Regions from separate parts of the Sus scrofa genome. Here region 2 is linked to region 1. The links are chromatin contacts, called in public Hi-C maps. All regions are on one chromosome and are shown on one strand. The core of a region is the stretch at or near the end of the contact, and the rest is flanking DNA. Distances in the headings are between cores, read along the strand shown.

Region 1 (2,990 bases), core at 407-2,906:
GTTTGCTTCTGGGCTGCGGCCGCAGGGGGTGTTCCTGGGCTAACCAGTGGCCCATGATGTGGGCGAGAGTTCTGGCGTGGACATATTATAGTTGATCCTTGGGGTTACCTGTCACTCTGGGCGTTCATGCGCTCTCTAGAGAGATGGCCTTGAGCCCTGTGCTGTGACATAGTGGCCTGTTCTCTGGCGCCACAGCAGACCATAAACATAGGCCCAGGTCTGTTCCAGGTCAGGCTGTGACTGTCCCTCCCTGCCCCCTGCCCCCTGGCTGCTTCCTCTTACTCCGGAGCCTCTGTTAGTGGAAGACAGCTGACTTTCTGAAATCCAGGATGGGCTGGAAGCTGGCCTCCACGCTTCCAAGTGGCTGTCAGTGTTGTGCGGGCCGGCCCTGAGGCATGGGCTGTGTGTGGTCATGGGTTGGTGGGGGCGGTATTTGTGCAAATCCCCAGCAGCATCACAGAAGGTCATGAGTCGTGGCCCCAGAAGTTCCAACCAGCAGGGTTGTATAACTGAGACGGTTGTTTTCTGCTCAGAGCTGAGAACCGGGGGCTGAGTGTGTTTGGTGCTTGAGAGTTGGGGGAAGATTAGGCCTTTCCCAGTTTAGTGTCAGTGTCATATCAGGGATAGGAAAATAGGTTTTGGAGTTCCCATCATGGCGCATCAGAAACAAATCTGACTAGGAACCATGAGGTTGCGGCTCCATCCCTGGCCTTGCTCAGTGGGTTGAGGATCCGGCATTGCCATGAGCTGTGGTGTAGGTCACAGATGCGGCTCTGATCCTGCATTGCTATGGCTGTGGCGTAGACCAGCAGCTAGAGCTCCCATTCAACCCCTAGCCTGGGACCCTCCATATGCCATGGGTGTGGGGCCCCCCCCAAAAAAAATAGGTTTCATCTTCTGTGCTAAACATGACCCCTGGGACTGAACCCCTGAGGCTACTCCCCAAGCTTAGTGAAGCATGTTCTAATTGGCCGCTGTCTGCCATGGGTGTGCAAACAGTCAGTGTTGGCTTAGGGGCCAGGTACTGGCCAGCCCTGTTTCGAAACTGTTTGTTTAGCCCTGGATGTTAGGTGAAAGCAAGGGACGCTCTTGGATCTTCTGGCGAATTGAAAATGCTAACCTCCAGTGACAGGTTCTTTCACTTGGGCCTAAAATAATCACCTTGGTCATCTTAAAGTTGGGATCAGATGCTTCCTGGATTGGCTGCGTGTTTTCCTCCCTCATCTTGTGACTCATGGGGGTAGGGACAGGCTGCACCCCCTGCGGTGTGTCATTGGTCTGCTGTAGGACGGCAAGAAAGCCCAAAACATGCTAAGTCATGCTGGGCAGTAGAGTCCAGCTGTGTCCAGCCGAGCTAAGCCTGGCCAACCTTCCCTGGTGGATCCCATCTGAGCCCAGCCCATCCCTGAGGTGCCTGAATCTGTGTGCTGTGCTTTGGGCGATGTTTTAACCTTTGTTACTTCCCTTCTCCGATGCCCAGTGGTCTGCCTTTCCGGAGGAGTGGCAGGATTCAGGGCAGGAAGGGCCCCGATGAGTGAGTGATGCGGCCAGGGACATGAGCTGGCTGGTAAAAAAGCTCACAGAGGTTCAGTGGATCAAATGTCTGGTTTGGCCTGAATCGGAGATGCCTGGCCAGCTGTGGACAGCGTTCCCTGGCCTGAGGTCAGCCGCCTCCTCGTCCTGGCCCTGGCGGAGTGCCCAGTTGGCTGCAGTAAGAGCTGCGCAGTGCGGGCTGGCGGCTGGCCGTGCGCTGGTCTGCGAGGCCGCTGCCACCTTCCCCAGGGACCTTGCTCAGGCCCCTTGGGCTCATGGCAGGGGTCAGGATGCTCTCACTGTGACTTCAGACCATCCCTCAGCTCAGCTAGGGCTCTATTTCTTTAGGGCTGGTGGCTGAGGGAATGAAGGTGCTGTGTGTTCCAAGAGAGGCCAGTGGGAGGAGTGGGATTTTGTGGAGCATTTGGTGGGCTAGAACCAAGCTATTAGAATCTCCCACCCTTGGCCCATTCCTTGATCCATGGATTCAATGTCATAGCAGGCTCTGGGGTAGGCGCTGGAGACTTAGATCCATCCATTGTGGTCCCTGCCCTTGAGAGCTGAGTTCCCCATCTAGTGACAAAGGAGACAGACAGTTACAACTATGGATTGGAGGACATATATGGTGACAAGAATGTCCGTGCTAGGGTCCCAGGTTGGATAAGGGAAAAACTGATCCATTGTACTTGAGGATCAGAACGGGCTTCTCACTGGAGGAGATCTTAGGAAATTACCAGGTAGATGAGACTGGTGAGGAGGAAGGCAGGCATGCCAGGCTGAGAACACTCGGAGTAGACTAGCACAGTGCCTCGGGGACCTCTAAGTGGGGTGTCCTGGCTGGAGCAGAGAACTGGGCAGTGGCAAGGGAGACTTAGGTTTGAAGTAAGCCTTGAATCCCAGGCTAAGGAGCTTGAGCTTTATCTCGAAGACTTGGCGGGGCCGGGGGGTGGCGTGGATGATTTGTTAACAGGAGTGGGATCCATCTCTTGATGCTGTAAGGAGGGGGACTGGGCAGAAGAGCTAGAGGGAGGAAGACCCATTCCAAAGTCGAGACGAGAAATGGGGCAGGAGCTCCAGCATCAGTGGAGATGCTGAGGCTCTGCGCTCTGGACTGAGGCCCCAGCATCCTGATTCATGTTGCCAGAGACATGGCTCAGCTCACGTGCTGGTGCGGGGCCGGGGGGACTGTGTTGCAGGTGGACACACACATCCACGCGGCTGCCTGCATGAACCAGAAGCACCTGCTGCGCTTCATCAAGCACACGTACCAGACGGAACCCGACCGGACAGTGGCCGAGAAGCGGGGCCGGAAGATCACCCTGCGGCAGGTGTTTGACAGCCTGCACATGGACCCGTACGACCTCACTGTGGACTCGCTGGATGTCCACGCGGTGAGTGACCTTGGCCCCAGGGCCTTACAGTCCTGGGTGGGGGCTTAGCCTCCTGGGAAACAGCCA
Region 2 (3,229 bases), core at 206-2,705, 160 kb before region 1:
ATCCTTTCTGTGCAGCAAAACTTGTGAAGTTTGTCCTTAAGTCCTTAGAACAAGATCACATTTTCTGCAGGAAAGAAAAATATCATGTGTTTGGGCCAAAGACCTCATGTTATGTAAATAAATGAACTTCTCCTTCCTCCATTGCACCTTACAGGAAGGTTCTCTTTGATCACCAGGAGCTGCTAATGCTGCAGATGTACTTACACAACTTACAAAAGGCCAGAGCTACTCACTTTTCCGTCAATTCCTTTTCCAGAAAGAAAACCCACAAACACGTCTGTTTGTAAAATCTGTTTAGGATCTTGAAAACAACGTCTTCAATTTTGTCTTTCTTTTCCATAACAAGTTCTGTATCTTTAAAAAATAATGACTAGGCACAATCCTCTGGCCCTCCCCCCACCCCTTTCCATCCTGACTTTAAACAGGAAGAGAGTGTCCACCTGGATGGAAATTAAGTGGCTCAATCTAAAATGGGTGTGAGAGAGTTCAGAAGCACATTTGGGGATGAAATAAACTGGTCTGTCAATTCATAAAGTCAAACCTGGATTTGTTCTGCAAAACAATTCAGCCAAAACTTGGCTTCCAGGAGTTCCTGTCATGGCTCAGCAGAAACGAATGAGGATGCAAGGTTCGATCCCTGGTCTCGCTCTGTGGGTTAAGGACCTGGCGTTGACTGCTCTGAGCTTCGGCGTAGATCGCAGACGCGGCTCGGATCCGGTGTTGCTGTGGCTGTGGCGTAGGCTGGCAGCTACAACTCCAATTCACCACCTAGCCTGGGAACCTCCATATGCTGAGGGTGCGGCCCTAAAAAGACAAAAACCAAAAACAAACAAAAAAAGACTTGGGTTCCAAACTCTAGAGCTGTGCTGGGGCAATGGAAACTTTCTGGCCACAAATTGAAGTTGGGAGCCAAGCATAATACTAAGGCAAGGAAGACATTTGAGACCAAACCAGACAGTGATCTTGGCATTGTCTCTCCCAAGCCCAGAGCTTCAGCAGTCAGTGGTCATGTAGCCTTTGGAGGTCTCTAAATCTCTAGGTACACCAGAGACCAGATTTTAAAATCCCTTTTGTCTTCCCTGTCTTTCTCTACCCACACATTTCACCTCGTGGGTTACATCATACTAGATGGTGAAAATGCTATGAGGTGCACACACAATTTTTAGGCACACTTCCACTTAATCATTCTCAGGTTTCCCTGAGGGCCGCCCCATTGTGAGTGAGCAACTCCTTGACGTTGGGCAAGAGAACACGAGACTCGCAGCCACAGCCCTTGGCTCTGTGATGGGGCCACTCTGTGCCGGTCACTTCCCTGTCTGCCTTGCAGAAAGAACCAGGCAGGCCTCTGGTTTCGGGGGAGACATTTTGGGGGTTCTCTTGTCAAAATGCACAGAGCCTACTCAAGAAGACTCTATATACTCCACATCACAAGATGGCATTGTGCCAGTTTCTGGGCCAGTTGGCTGACTCAGAAATGAGGAGATAATTCCATGACACTGTGTTTTTCAATTCTTGCCCAACGGGTTAAAAAAAAAAAAAAAAGTAAAACTTTGCTGCCACCTGCTGTTTTCTTAGGAATAAATTCTTGAACTGATTCTAGGATTAAAATAAATAAAATGATTTATTTTAGCAAAGTGCCTTGAAGAATTTGGGGGGTGGTCAGAAAACACGTTTGTATAGTTGGGTACCGACTGGCCTGTCATTTCCTGGGATGGATTGCTGGGCCTCACCAGTGTCTTTCTTCTCTCAGGCCAATAAGTCCTGTCTGTCCCATCCATTGATACAGACTTGCTCCGGCACAGGAGGGAAGGGCTGATGCCCTGACCCTGGCAACCTTCCAAGGACATCCATGCAGGGGTCTGGCCAGTGAGGTGTAGGTTTGGATGCCCTTTCCTCGTGGGCCAATGATGTCATGAAAGTCATAACCCAAGGCAAATTCCCCAGGCACAGACTGTTCCCCTCGGATGTGTCAGGGGGACCTCTTCCTCCAACATGCCCTTCTGCAGTGCATTTATCAGCAGAGGTGACTGCAAACCTTGGGATGAGGTTCATTTGTAAAATCTTCAAATGTTTTATCTCTGTCTTTCTTGAGGAAAATGAGAGAGATGAAGGGAAGCTGGAGTCTCCAGGCAAGATAAGGCTAAACCAATTTGAATCACTCCCAGGTGAGGATTCTTGAGCCCGTGTTAGATGAGGAAAGGGAGGAGAGAAATAGTATCTCCATGGAGCCCGGGCAAAGAACAGGGGAGCAGGTAATAGTCATAAGCATAGATGGGCCGAATAAGGGCCCTTGATCACCTTCCTGGTAGTACCCAGAAGACCTCCTTGTCTTGACTAGATTAATAGCTTTTTTTTAAAACAGCTGCACCTGCACCCTATGGAAGTTCCTGGGCTAGGAGCTGAATCAGAGCTGCAGCTGCTGGCCTACGCCACAGCCATGGCTACACCAGATCCTAGCCACATCCTGTGACCTATGCTGCATCTTGAGACAATGCTGGATCCTTAACCCACTGAGCAAGGCCCACATCCTCACAGAGACTGTGGCAGGTTCTTAACCTTCTGAGCCACAGTGGGAACTCCCATTAGTAGTTTTTGCTGCTACTAATCAGAAAGTGGGAATTTTTTTTCTTTGCAGTTTTGTGACCCATTTATATGGATCCATTGTCTTATGAGAAGTCTTCAGCCAAGATCTTTTTTTTTTTTTTTTGTCTTGCCATTTCTAGGGCCGCACCCGTTAACCATTGAGCCATGCCGGGAACTCCCAAGATCTTTTTTATTGGCAGAGATTAATGAATCTATTAAATATGTTTTCATGTAATTCTAAGTGCCTATTCTTCCTCTTTTTTATCAAAAAAAAAAAAAAAAAAGTAAGCTTGGAGTTCCCGTTGTGGCTCAGCAGAAACGAATCTATCGTTCATGAGGACACAGGTTTGATCCCTGGCCTTGCTCAGTGAGTTAAGGATCTGGCGTGGCCGTGAGCTGTGGTGTAGGTCACAGACTCGGCTCAGATCTGGTGTTGCTGCAGGCCAGCAGCTGTAGCTCTGATAAGACCCCTAGCCTGGGAACCTCCATATGCCACGGATGCGACCCTAAAAAGACACACACACACACACAAAAGTAAGCTCTGGGACCTTGTAGATGGGCACAGAATGGAGTTTTAAGGAAATGACCCTTGATCATTCTCCTATGAAAGAGAAAAGGCACCTGAGTAGTACTGATAAGCCTTGAA

What was found. Hi-C and Micro-C count contacts between places; a contact is called where the count stands out from the background.
Region 2: a Hi-C map of skeletal muscle shows a contact between it and region 1, with 2.9 times the contacts expected there. The contact joins two enhancer-like sites. A contact is called at or near these places in 4 of 47 Hi-C or Micro-C datasets (embryonic fibroblasts, fibroblasts, liver and 1 more).

The regions. Positions count from the first base shown.
Region 1 is chr2:49,044,752-49,047,741 of Sscrofa11.1, reverse strand. AMPD3 (AMP deaminase 3) reads left to right here. Exons shown (of 15, transcript XM_013994571.2): 7 at 2,730-2,924. Among named protein-coding and RNA genes, the nearest start is that of AMPD3, 39 kb to the left of the region's middle. Within about 2 kb of position 1,656, at least 14 of the 83 cell types and tissues checked have an H3K27ac peak or open chromatin away from gene starts, as enhancers often do. A contact at or near this core is called in skeletal muscle, where this site is marked.
Region 2 is chr2:49,208,012-49,211,240 of Sscrofa11.1, reverse strand. No RefSeq gene overlaps it. Among named protein-coding and RNA genes, the nearest start is that of ADM, 22 kb to the left of the region's middle. Within about 2 kb of position 1,455, at least 18 of the 83 cell types and tissues checked have an H3K27ac peak or open chromatin away from gene starts, as enhancers often do. A contact at or near this core is called in skeletal muscle, where this site is marked.